Linked DNA regions of Sus scrofa: region 1 is linked to region 2. Evidence: chromatin contacts called from public HiChIP or PLAC-seq data. All regions are on one chromosome and are shown on one strand. The core of a region is the stretch at or near the end of the contact, and the rest is flanking DNA. Distances in the headings are between cores, read along the strand shown. Region 1 has its middle 32 kb from the start of LOXL4. Region 2 overlaps R3HCC1L (coiled-coil domain-containing protein R3HCC1L).

Region 1 (6,156 bases), core at 2,595-5,094, 110 kb after region 2:
TGCATTTGCCCCGCCTCCCCTGGGAATGGCTCTCCCTGCCCAGTAGCCATGTTCCTGCTGGGTGACCTGCTATCCCGGTCTGGCTTGTTTGTATCAGGGGTCATTCCAAACTGGCCCAATCAGATTTTTTCCCTCATTAAACTGGAATTTTGACTGACAAAATGGAGCCAGCCCGGTCCAGTCTCTATTCTGGACCTTCAAAGTGAATACTCATGAACAACGGAGGGCATATTCTGTCAAGTAGATGGAAGAATACTCCATCTGCCTACAGATGGAAAAAGGAGACAGATGTCAGAGAGGAGCAGAGATGGTAGATGGTGGTGGGTCCTGGAGGGATTGATGCATTAGGCTCTTGGCTTCCATCAGACACCGCCAAGTCCTTGTAATGCAACCCTTATGTTATTATTATTATTGCTTCATAAGCAAACACCTATTTTCTGTTCCTTGCCACCACTGAGTCCTAAGTCATGACAGGGCATGAGGTCACCAGTCCAGGGGCTGACAGCCTGCTGAAGCAGCCTAGGCACAGCATTGACGCTAACTGGATAATAATGTTAGGCATTGGTTATGTACCTACAGTATGCCAGACACAAGATAAGTATTTTATATTTGCTAACTTTAAAAATATTTACAGTGGGTATTCCTGTTATGACGCAGCAGAAAAGAATCCGACTAGTATCCATGAGGATGCGGATTCGATCCATGGCCTTGCTCAGTGAGTTAAGGATCTGGCGTTGCTGCAAGCTGTGGTGTAGATCACAGACACGGCTCGGATCTTGCATTGCTGTGGCTGTGGTGTAGGCCGGCAGCTGCAGCTCCTATTTAACCCCTAGCCTGGGAATCTCCACATGCCCCAGGTATGGCCCTAAAAAGAAAAAAAAAAAGTACAAAAACCCTAAAAGACAAAAGTTATTATCTCCTTTCACAGAAAAGGGAACCAAAGCTTGAAGAGAAGAGATAATATTCCCAACTCATACACAGAGGGTCGAACTGAAATTCCAACCCACGTCTGTCTGACTTGAACACTAAGCCTCTTTTGACTACATCTTGATACTTTTTCACGTGGCGTGAGACCGAGGAGGATGCAGACATTGGCAAGCTGTTCATATTGGGTGTAGTTGTTATCTGGAGAGCAAAGCCGAGAAGGCAGAGACGCTGAACCCAGCTCAAGGCCTGAGGGTCCGCTAGGTCCGAAAGAGTTTTAGCAAAATATCCAGGACCCTGGAGAGCTCCCAAGGAGCTACGAAGCCTACACCCTCACTCCTGCCTGGTAGCTCAGCCCCTATCACGAACCTCTGGGTGCCGCAGGCTGTTCGCTGGCACACAGGGATGGGTTGTTCCTTGGGACTATCCTGGGCACTCTCATACCCCACCATAAGTTTTTCTCTGCATCAGCTTGGGAGAAAGAAGCCTGACTTAGGCTGCCCACATCTCCATGTTTAAAGAATTGAAAATAACTTAAGTTATCTCTTTCAAGCTAACCCACCTTTTCATAGATGAATTGATGGGCAAATGTGATCTGTTAATCATACCAAACCTCCTTTGGTGATGTAAAACCAACCTGGCTGCTTTGCATAATAAAAGCTTGAAATTATGAGCCTTACAGGGAACAAATAAAGCTGGATCATTCAGGCTCGAAATTTGGAACCGAACATCCTTGCCCTTGCCTTTCACGTGTGCTCCACCATCACATGGCTGCCCTCGGCCACGGCTGTTTATTTTTAATCCACATTTCCCCAAAATAGATATTAACCATTTTCCTGCAGCTTTCTGGCTGCACCCTCCGCATCACCCAAGAGCAACAATATTTCTTTGACCATATGCATGGGGGGGGGGGTTCTTTGACACCATAAATGGCTCCTTTGCTTGGTATTTAAGTTGGCTCTTTGTGGGAAGTGTTGGCCATTGCAAACTTCCTTAATAAGTTCTTCATGACTGCATCTGCGCTGATTTAATGAAATCATTCTGAATATCAGTGGGCGGATAATGAGCCCCGAGGCAGTGACCAGGGTGAGGGCCCAGATGGAGGTGGGGGGAGTGGCGCGTGGAAATGGGGAAATGAGAGCCAAAGTGTCTTTCTGGCTCCTAAAGGAAGGTGAAAATGAATTAACCCCAACCCCCCTTCCCACCCTTGGCTCTGACTTCTCTGTTTTGCAGACATTTGGGTGGAGCCTATAGAAGAGTTTAACATTCTTCCCCAGCCTGCAGGAGAGTGAGAACCAGGAGTCCATCCTCCCAGCCCTCCCTCTCATGGTTTCCCTCTGGAGGGGACGTTAGCTTGAGTTTTTCTTCCCAGCGTAGAGTGAGACCCTGGAGGCAGAGCCTGGAGGCTTGTTGGATGCATCTGGCTCTGTGCCTCTCTTTATTTTTCTCCCACACTCTCCTGCCTCCTTATACCAATCAGCATTCCCTATCTAGGCAGCTCCCAGCTTCACCCAACTCTTCCTGTTCCTAGCAGAGGTTGATCTGAGCTCCTATCTCTGCCCCGGGGCCTCTGGCCATGTCCTTGCACTGGGGATGATGGGGGAGGCGTTTAGGGCCCCATCAAATTGCTCTCGGAATTTAGGCGGCACTAAGCCAACTGTTCAGGGAAAGGGAAGAGACAATCAAGACCCCCAGTAAAGGGTCCATAGGGCCATCTTGGAAGGCTCTGAGCTAAGAGGCAGAGCGGCGCCATCAGCCCAAACTACTCCACATGACTGTGCAGGGATGCATCGAACAGCTGTGGAGGCCCTGTTCCTGTCATACACATTGCAGATTTGTAAATGAATTATGACAGTTCCCTGGCAATCGGTATCTTGTCCTAACAAAATCAGTATCTTACAACAATTTCCCTCCAGATTGTGGAAGGGGAACTATTTTCTACTTTGTATAAGGATGCTAGGTAGGCTGGAGTGGCCTCTGTTTGAAAACCCCATACATTTGGAGGGATTTTCTACATCATACACAGAGTAAATCTCACTCTGCCAGTTGTGCCTGCCCCTAGGAACCTGGCACTAACCTGGTTTCCAAACCTTCAAATCAGTGTTAGAAACATGGGAGACACAGACCAGGCTGCTCGCTTGACTGGGCCCAACTCAGCTGATCGTTGACAGACTATAGTGGCTGTAAAGCCTACTGACCTTAACCTCCCAAGGGCCTTGGGAGGTACAGGTTTGAAAATAATGTATACGTGCTTTGGAATCTGGGCTTTGGCATTGTTTAAAAATTCTAACCCTATAATATGCAGAGCTCAAGCAGGGGCCAGCATACTCCTCACCCCTGCAAACAGCAGCTTCGTTTCATCCTTCTAGACATTCCAGAGCTGCTGGAATAACAGTCTGCTCTTCAGAAGGTCCATTCAATAGCTGTGGCCCTGCCTGGCCCCTCCGGCTGGCTCTTCCCGTAAGAAAACACACAGGAAGGCGATGCTGGCAGTAAACAGAATGGGGCCAACCATAGGGCTGGAAAGGAGTGCTGGTCGAGCCAGGTGTGGAGCTGTCACTCTAAGCAACAGATGACCCGGCTGAACTGCCCAGCCAGCGAGTCCCCAGGGAGGTCACTGGGAAGCCAGAAGCTGAGGCTTTGCCGCACTGAGGACACAGAGCGGGCCTCCCCCTCTGGGCCTTATTTCCCCAGCTGTTCAGTGGAGGGGTTGGAAGATACGATGGCTGAGGTCTTTGCCAACTCTAATAGGTGTGGTGCTGGGCAGCTCACTTCCTGACTCCTCCTGTAGGTGCCAGGTAGGAGGATGGCTGACATGTGGGTTTGTGTCATTTTTGGCCCTGTCCCTGGAGCTCTCAGGCCACCCCCCGGCAGTTGGGTTGGAAAAATGCATTCCTCACCTATCTGGGGCCAGTCATGCCTCAGCCCAGCTCAGAGGCCCCAGCTCTTAGACAGCTGGTCCCCCAGCTGGAGCACACAAGGTGCCAGGACAGCAGAACCATGCATGCAATTGATTTGAGAGGTTTGGAGGTTACATGTTTTTTCCCCCCTGGAGAAACTGTTCTCTGGAGCCAAACCTCTCAGCTCAGGGGAGTACAAAGCTGATAAAAATAGACTTTAGCCAGAGCAGCAGAAATGGGAGGAGGGGATAGAGGTCAGACCTCCTTTCCTGAAATTCAGCTCAGGGTTCGTGCTCCCTGTTCCGCAGGGGAGGGGACAGCTGGTTCCTGGAGCAATAGCTCCTGCCATCTCCCATCTCCTGAACCACCTATGACAATGCAGGGACCAGTGTCCTCACTCAAGGAGGGACAGCAGGGAGAAGCAGCTCCTGTCAGGAGGAAGGCTCCTATCATTATTTAAGAGAGTGGCTGTCAAGCAAATCGCTCCTGGCCAGGAATAATCATAGTAATCACCCTCAAAGTAGCAATAGTAGCTAACATTTGTTGCGTGCTGGCTATATTCTGGGAACCGAAAATGTATTATTTCATTTAATCTTCATAGCAAAAGTATAAGATGTTATCATTAGCTCCATTCCCCCGGCAAGAAACAGAAGCTCAAAGAGAGTCATTGGCTGGCAGCTGCCCAGCTGGTCTATGGGGATGTCAGGATTCCAAGTTAGGTCTGTCCGGCCCTAAAGCCCACGTGCTCAGGCTTTGCAGGGAAATGCCAGCTCCCTCGGGAAGCCCTTCCTAGTCACAACGTGCCTTAGCCAGTCAGACCTGACTGCTCTTTCCCCTGTGTTTTTGCTCAGCTTTGGTGTGTCTTCTGTGGTGCTGACCACATTCTGCCTGAATCGTGCTATGGTTGTGTGCACGTTTTACCTTTTCTGTGTGCATGTCTGAATTGATCAGGATGTTTTTGATTGTGATCAACAGAAACTCAATGCAAACTAGCGTAACCCGAGTGGAATTACTCCTGTAACTAGGAATCAAGAGGCGACGTGAGCATCGGACATGGCTGGTGGCTAGACCCAGGGCAAGAATAACAAGAGCTCTTCTCTCTCTCCTGTCTCTCAGTCTCTCTCATTCTTTCCTACAGCTTCCTTTTCCTCCCTTCCTCATTACTCTTATCTCTTGGCTCTTCTTTCTATCGAGGGACCTCATTCTCTCCCATTGAAGAGTTTTCTTTATGTGGTAGGGAATGTGATTGCTGTCAGCAGCAGGCTTATTGCATCATTGGTCACTGTCCGTGGGGGATGAACTTCTCTCCCATGTCCTTATAGGGAATCCCACCAGAGTGTCCTGATTGGCCCTTCACGGGTCACATGCTAGCTCTTTGACCAATCACAGTGAATGGGGAGGGGCATTGATGAGGACTTTGGGCAGACCTGCATCCTTTCAGCCAGGCACAGGCCACGGTTACTGGCAGCCTCACTAGAATCACACAATTAGTGTTGCAGAGCGGTTGTTTGCCAAAGAAAAGGACATGGAAATGGGGTGCTGTATAAATAAAAGAAGTTTACTGAAATATCTTATAATGGTTCTATTTCTGTAATGTCCATGTGTTTGACTTGATATGTTTTCCTCTTAGACTATCTCTAATCCTTTTAATAGCCAATCAAGGTGGGCATTTTGCACCCTATTTTTATTTTTACTTTTTAATTTTTTAATTTTTTTTTTTTTTTGTCTTTTTGCCTTTTCTAGGGCTGCACCCACGGCATATGGAGGTTCCCAGGCTAGGGGTCTAATCAGAGCTGTAGCCACCGGCCTACACCAGAGCCACAGCAACGCCAGATCTGAGCCATGTCTGCAGCCTACACCACAGCTCAAGGCAACGCCGGATCCTTAACCCACTGATCAAGGCCAGGGATCGAACCCGCAACCTCATGGTTCCTAGTTGGATTCATTAACCACTGAGCCATGACAGGAACTCCCTACACCCTATTTTTAAAGATGAGGAAGCTGAGTTCAGAGAAGTTAAGCAAATTATCCAAGCCATGTAGCTAGTTAAGCAGCTAGTCCAGGATTCAGACACAGGTATATTTTCCCCCAAAGCCCAAGCATTATTATTCCTAGTGATAGATTATCTCTAGGATTAAAGTGATAGGTCATTTCCCATATTCCCACTTGGGAATTGTATCAGTCAGGATAGGCTTAGTTAAAATCCAGTAAAACAAACAAACACACAAACAAAACAAAAAAACAAGCCCCCAGATCTCAGTGGCTTAGAATAGTTTCCTAGCTTGCTTGGTCAACTTGTCCATTATGGGGCAACAGGATTCTGGCTCGGGGA
Region 2 (6,773 bases), core at 23-2,522:
GATGACCCATTGGCAGCTTTGATGGGAAGCGCAATAGTATGAGTGGCCGAATTTAAATTACTTGGGGCCACCTTCCTCCTCCCGAACACACAGGCACACATACGAAGGACATTAAACCCTCATTACCCTCACTGTCTCTGAAATCCCAAGGGTGAAAATTGGATGTCTGAGAAATATAATAAAATGAGCACAACACTTGTAATTGAAATCTAGGTTCCAGTCTTGCTTTGCTACTTAGTGCCCTTCCAGCCATCCATCTTACAACCTCAGATCCTTAGTTTCCTTATTCCAGAAATTAGGATGTTGAATTCTGAACTATGCATTCTCTTTCAGTAATGTAATACTAAGTCTGTAAAAATTCTTTAATGTTTATGTGAAAGACAGGACTATTCTCTATAAGACATTGTAATTAATATCTTGTAAAAATAGCACTGGATTTCTTTTTTCTTTTTTGGCTAGCAACAGAAATGTAGTTGTTGTGAAGGCATAAATATTAAAGTATTATAGTAAACTACCATTATGGCAAAAGAACAACAGTTGCCACTCCACTGAGTCATTTTTCTGACTCCACAAACAAATTCTCGGAACATAGACTCTGTGGCAGCGAGTCAGTCAAGAGAGGCAGGACTAGGAGCCAAGCCAAGCTGATTTGGAGTATAGTTGATAGTGAAGCATTTAAAGAAGTCATTTGGGAATGCGTGAGCTTAGGAAGAGAGGGCATGTGGGGCCTGGGAATCTGTATCACAAAGCTGGAGTCAGAATCCATTTCTTTATCACATGAGTGGAAATAACTTTGATACAGAGTCTAGTTGTATGAGTTAGAGACCATAGAATAATGTGGAAGGAACAAAGAGGGCATGTAGTCCAAATAAGCAAGCTGAGTGTCTCAAAGGTGACAGACAAATGGACTCCAAAGTGTGGTTGTAAAAACAGCCAAAAATTAGTACTTAGGATTTGACATGTACATTAGACAGTAAAAGCCACCCGGGCAAACTAGGCAGAAACAGTGTATTAGGATTATATGCCCAAGACAAAATTCTAATCTATCCTGGTTTTAATCACCCACTTTGGTGTTGGTAGGCATGTCGACATGGTATATCCAAGGCTCCACACATTTGAGGCTAGTGCTTATTGGCACTGACAAACTCTATGCGGTTTGTGTGCCTCTAATAGCTTCACATGCCACTGGAACCACATATTCACAGATCTGCTCACTACAACTGCAGAGTTCATTTCATAGAACTGGCTAGTAAAAAATTTGGCAGGCAAGCCAGCTTTTCAAGTGCTCCTAGGAATGGAGCCCAGCTGTTCCCTTTGGGCTTTGAGCTGTTGGGAGTTCATTGGGTTAGCAGCTAGAAAGAATGGACTGTAACATTTTCGGCCTAGTTTGTGACAACAAAGCAGAGGTGTTAGAATTTCTGTTCTAGAGGTTTACACTGCAAGTAACTTAACCTGATTGTGTGTCTTAATATTACTGGGCTTCTGACCACTGAAATATGGCCTGGATCGATGGTGGTTTGGAGAAAGTAGAAAGAGGGCTATCCATCATGCAGAGGCTCCCTAGAAGCTGCTCGATAATGCTGCTTTCACCAAGCAGCCATCTGTCCATCCATCCATCAGTAGGATGAAATGAGATTTAGCGGAACAGGCAGCCGTAACTCTGAGACACTTTCTAACCAACGATTGCAGCCCTGGCCTTAGTCTGACCACAAAGCACAGCAGTGGGACTTGGCGGGATGTGGCAGCAAGTGCAGTCTCATTCCCGTTACTGCCAGCCTAGAGTTTGTTCACTATGAGGCTGAATCACAGCCGAATCTCCCATACAATATTTAACTAAACTTGGGTGATGAGCAAACAATAATTCTCTTTCAGTTCCGTACTGTTTTACAAGTCGAGCAGACTCTTGATGGAGAATTTTTTTTTTTTTGACTTGGAAAAAAAATAAAATTAAGAGCTGATTTAATTTCTCTGGAATCCTGGCACATAGTTTATTTAGCCTTTAACCCATATTCCCTAATGGCAGAACGCTTTGTAAATGCTAAGGCATCAGGAAGGCCACCTTTCTCAGTTGTAAGCACTGAGAAAGGGTACATATGCTGGCAATTCCCAGTTTGTCATGGTAATGAGGGATGATTAGGGATAATTCATTGATTTTATTTTATACAGATTTTTCTTTTTCCTCTTAAATTGGACTTTTTACCTATCGGAAATTGCTTTTTTCTCTCTACTCCGTAGTGCCAATATGAAAGAAAACATGGACAGGAAAATAAGTAAAATATTAGAAACAAGAAGCTGAGTTACCCCCAAAATGGATAATCAAGCTCTTGAGTATTGAATGTTAACTGTTATCTTCCTGGTTCCTCTGCCTTTCTAGGGCACTGAGCCTTCTGAGAGCCTCTTGGTCAGTACATGTCTATGCTCATGTTACCTGTCCTGGTACCTTCCCTAGCCATGGCCAGGTTCATTGACGGTTTTCTTACAGTGGTCACTTCAGACCTCAGCTCCTGTTCTTTGTTCTGAAGCCTTGCTTTTCATTTTAGACTGGGGGAGGGGTCGAGGGAGCCTAATGTACCGGAGATGCCTCGGAAATGAGAGCCTTGGATGAATTCCTGGGCCTATTGATCCACCGGCAGTTTATGCATCCTGACATTCATAATCTCAGTAGGCTGCTGATGTTCCTGATTAATGGGCCCAGGGGCTGTCCATCCGTCACTTCACATTAATTACTGAAGAGGTGTTTTTCCAGTGATTTACCTGACAGCGGGCTGTGATAAATACCCTTAAGCAGAGTGGGCAGTGATTTATCACAGGGCCACACCCTCCCCCACTTACCCTTCCCCCTAACCACAGGCTAGCACTGGGACCTGACCAGAGAGTGCCCCCTCCCCATAAGCTATCTATCTCCATAATTGCTTGTGGATGCATATTTATTGGGGCATCGGACCTGGCAGATAGCATTCTAGAATTTGTGCCAAAGATGATGAAAAATAAATCTTCCCAGTAGGAAGAGTAACTAGTATGTTTTTTCATGGGGCAGAGAAGTATATATAAGGTGTCTTTCTCTTACTTTTAAGAAATCTGATAGAAATATTGCCTACCCACTGTGCATGTCCTCAACACTGTGATGACGATTGCTCTGTGAGCTTTAAAAAGGGGAGAAAGCACAATTTTGTCTTTTTGATATTTGTAGTCTGTTCAGGAAGAACCTGAAGAAATATGAGAAATTAGAGTACATTTCAGGGTACTGTTATAATATAATTTTGGGAGCATTGGGATAGAACTCCAGTGTTCCATTTCCTACTTTGTGGCCTTAGAAAAGGAAATTTAGTTAAATATTTAAATATTTGAGTGTTTTCCATGGGTCAGGCATTGTGTTCAACTCTGCAAATAGGAAGATGAATGTGATATAGCAGCAGATCTCAGCAGGCGAAGTCTAGTGCCCCTAGCTTTAGTTTCTCAGGCTGTAAAACTAAGCTTTTCCAGGAAATTGTATAAATATTTTAAAATAAAATCAATTTAAAATTTAAAATGATTTAAAATTAACTTATACGTTATATTTATTGAGTACCTTTTGTGTTCATGGGGATACAAGAAGCATTTGAGAAACAGTATCTCCGCTCAAGAAACTATGTTATAGAGCATGAGATGACATTCTTAAACATAGGAGTAAAACAGGAATATGAGGTAGTTTATAGTGACAAATTAGTACCATAGGTAATGAATGTACATGAGTTCACAGAAAGGTGAAATCAGTGTGTCTTCAAATAGTTAAAGATATGAGATAAGCCTTTTGAATGAATAGCAGCTAGGAGTGTTTGACCTGATATAATTCAAGGAGGGCATTTCAGAATTTGGAATGAACAGATCATGAGGCCATAGAGTCCAGAATGGAAGGTTTGTGCCTGCGAGTGGTAGAAATATGATTGGAACAGAAGATGGACACTGTATTGTGGAGAACCTTGAGTCCTGGGTAAGTTTCTTTTGTGACTGTAGTGAGTCACTGAGGTTTTTGAGCAAGGAATTATGAGAAAAGGTGTGTTTTAGAAAAAATTATTATATATGTCTAATGTCATTTAGAATTGCTAGAGTATCTTAGAATACTCTGAGTGCCTTCTTTTGTAAGGTTGTTCAGAATCAGACTATCCAGATTTATATATCTCCCTGAATACAGTGCTACAGAGTGTGTGGTTTCGTTATACATGGAGTAAACAGTAGAGTTGACAGTCAAAGGAGACTAACTAAGGTTTTCTGTTTTTTTTTTTTGCCACACCTGAGGCATATGGAAGTTCGTGGGATAACAAGTTTTATAATCTTTACTCATGCAAAGTTGAGAAGACAGTGGAAGTTTTAACTAATGACTGCTGAATTAAATTAGGAAACACTGTACCCACAAGTTCTCAGAAAGAAGTGATCTTTACTTATGCTAATATAACTTCATTGAGGCTACACTGATTATTCACTGTAGAAAACAGGTATATTTTAAAGCCAAGAATCAGAAATTAAAGAGTCGATTTGAGCCAATTAAAGAGCTATGTTTTGGTAGGAATTTCAAGAGAATGTGATTTTTCTCCTTTTAAAAAATTAAGATATAATTTACTCCAGTAAAATTCCCCTTTCTTAGAGTACGTTCTATGAATTTTGACAAAAGCATACAGTCATATAACTCTCACACAGATAGAATAGTTCTATCAATCCAGAAAATTCCTCTGTGCCCCTTTGTAGTCAACCCCTTACCTCAACCTGAGCTTCTGGCAACTACTGATATATTTTCTTTCCTTAAAGTTTTGCCTTTTCCAGGAGTTGCTGTCGTGGCTCAGTGGTTAACGAATCCGACTAGGAACCATGAGGTTCGATCCCTGGCCTTGCTCAGTGGGTTAAGGATCCGGCGTTGCCGAGAGCTGTGTGGGTTGCAGACGCAGCTCGGATCCCATGTGGCTATGGCTCTGGCATAGGCCAGTGCAACAGCTCTGATGGACCCCTTGTTCAAATTGTTTGTTTGTGGGTATCAGGTTTTGAGAATTCAATATGTATTCTGTATTAAAGTTTTTTATTGGATATGCAGTTTGCAGTTATATTCTCCCAGTCTGTAGTTTGTCTGTTCATTCTCTTTTAACAGTGCCTTTGAAGAGCAGGTCTTAATTTTGCTAAAGCCCAGTTTATTGATCAACTTTTAATATAAAGGATCATGCTTGTTGTGATATATTTAAGAGATCTTTGCCTAACCCAAAGTCACAGATTTTTCTTCTGTATTTTCTTCTAGTAGTGTTATAGTTTTAGGTTTTATATTTAGGTCTGTGATTCATTTTGATCTAGTTACCATATGTGTGAGGTAGGGATGGAAATTATCTTTTCGTTGTTGCCGCATATGAATTTTTAACTATCTCAGCACCATTTATTGGAAAGACGTATCCTTTTTCCCTTGAATTTCCTTTGTATCCTTGTTGAAAATCACTTAATCATATATGTGTGGTTCTATTTCTGGACTCGTTTCCCACCCTTGCCATTTTATTGTTCTTTGTATATACCCTTTCTCCAATACTATGCTGGTTTGATTATTGTACCTTATAGTAAGTTTGAAATCAGATAGTATGAATTCTCCAGGTTTATTCTTCTTTTTCAAAATTGTTTTGGCTATTCTAATTCCTTTGCTTCAACATACATTTTAGAATCAGCTTGTTAATTTCTTTTTTTTTTTTTTTTTTTTTTTTTTTTTTTTGCTATTTCTTGGGCCGCTCCCGCGGCATATGGAGGTTCCCAGGCTAGGGGTTGAATCGGAGCTGCAGCCACCCCTACGCCAGAGCCACAGCAACGCAGAATCCGAGCCGCGTCTGCAACCTACAGCACAGCTCACGGCAACGCCGGATCGTTAACCCACTGAGCAAGGGCAGGGACCAAACCCGCAACCTCATGGTTCCTAGTCAGATTCGTTAACCACTGCGCCATGACGGGAACTCCTCAGCTTGTTAATTTCTATAAAATTCCTTCTAGGTTTCTGATCAAAAGCTAAAGGTAACTTTAGGGGAATAGACATCTTAATGTTGAGTCCTCCTAGTCATGATCTTTATTTAGATCTTTGATTTCTTTTATCAATGTCTTGTACTTTTCAGCATAAATTATACACATATTTTGTTAGATTTATACCTAAATATTTCATGTTTTTAAGAGCTGTTGTAAATGGTATTTTCTTTTATATTTTTGTATTTTTAAAAATATTTTCTTGTTTTATTGCATTGGCTAAAGCCTCAATTTCAGTGTTGAGTAGAAGTGGTGAGAGTAATCATTCTTGCCTTGTTTTTTATCTTAAGGGGAAAGCATTTGGCTTTTTACCATCAAGTGTGATGCAAGGTGTAGGTTTTTATCGCTTTGCTTCATTTTTGTTTTTTTGTAGATATCCTTTCTCAACGTGAGGAAGTTTTTTTCTGTTACCAGCTTGCTGAGAATTTTTAATATGGATGGATGTTGAGTCTTGTCACATTTTTTTGTGCATCTATTGAGATGATCATGTATTTTATCTTCTTTAGTCTTTTGCCTTGATGAATTATGTTTTATCCGAAAAAGTTTTTTTTTTTCCTCATTAGTTTTGAAAGATATTCCTGCTGTGTAGAGAATTCTGGATTCACAGTTTCCTGCCTTTCCCCTCCCTACCCCCCAGCAGTTTAATGATGTGTGGCTTTCATACTTTCTGAAAGTTCTTACCTTTTAAAGTTTTGGCTTCCTTTAAGATTTGCTCTTTATTTTTAATAATTTTTTCTTACAATATGAATATGGTGTGT

Evidence for each region. HiChIP or PLAC-seq counts read pairs in DNA pulled down with a chosen protein or histone mark.
Region 1: an H3K27ac HiChIP or PLAC-seq map of skeletal muscle shows a contact between it and region 2. The contact joins two enhancer-like sites. A contact is called at or near these places in 17 of 47 Hi-C or Micro-C datasets (adipose tissue, alveolar macrophages, embryonic fibroblasts and 10 more) and 1 of 2 datasets of contacts at active chromatin or transcription factors (skeletal muscle).

Annotation. Positions count from the first base shown.
Region 1 is chr14:109,622,382-109,628,537 of Sscrofa11.1, forward strand. No RefSeq gene overlaps it. Among named protein-coding and RNA genes, the nearest start is that of LOXL4, 32 kb to the left of the region's middle. Within about 2 kb of position 3,845, at least 11 of the 83 cell types and tissues checked have an H3K27ac peak or open chromatin away from gene starts, as enhancers often do. A contact at or near this core is called in skeletal muscle, where this site is marked.
Region 2 is chr14:109,510,314-109,517,086 of Sscrofa11.1, forward strand. The region is part of intron 1 of R3HCC1L (coiled-coil domain-containing protein R3HCC1L); the gene reads left to right. Among named protein-coding and RNA genes, the nearest start is that of R3HCC1L, 30 kb to the left of the region's middle. Within about 2 kb of position 1,273, at least 14 of the 83 cell types and tissues checked have an H3K27ac peak or open chromatin away from gene starts, as enhancers often do. A contact at or near this core is called in skeletal muscle, where this site is marked.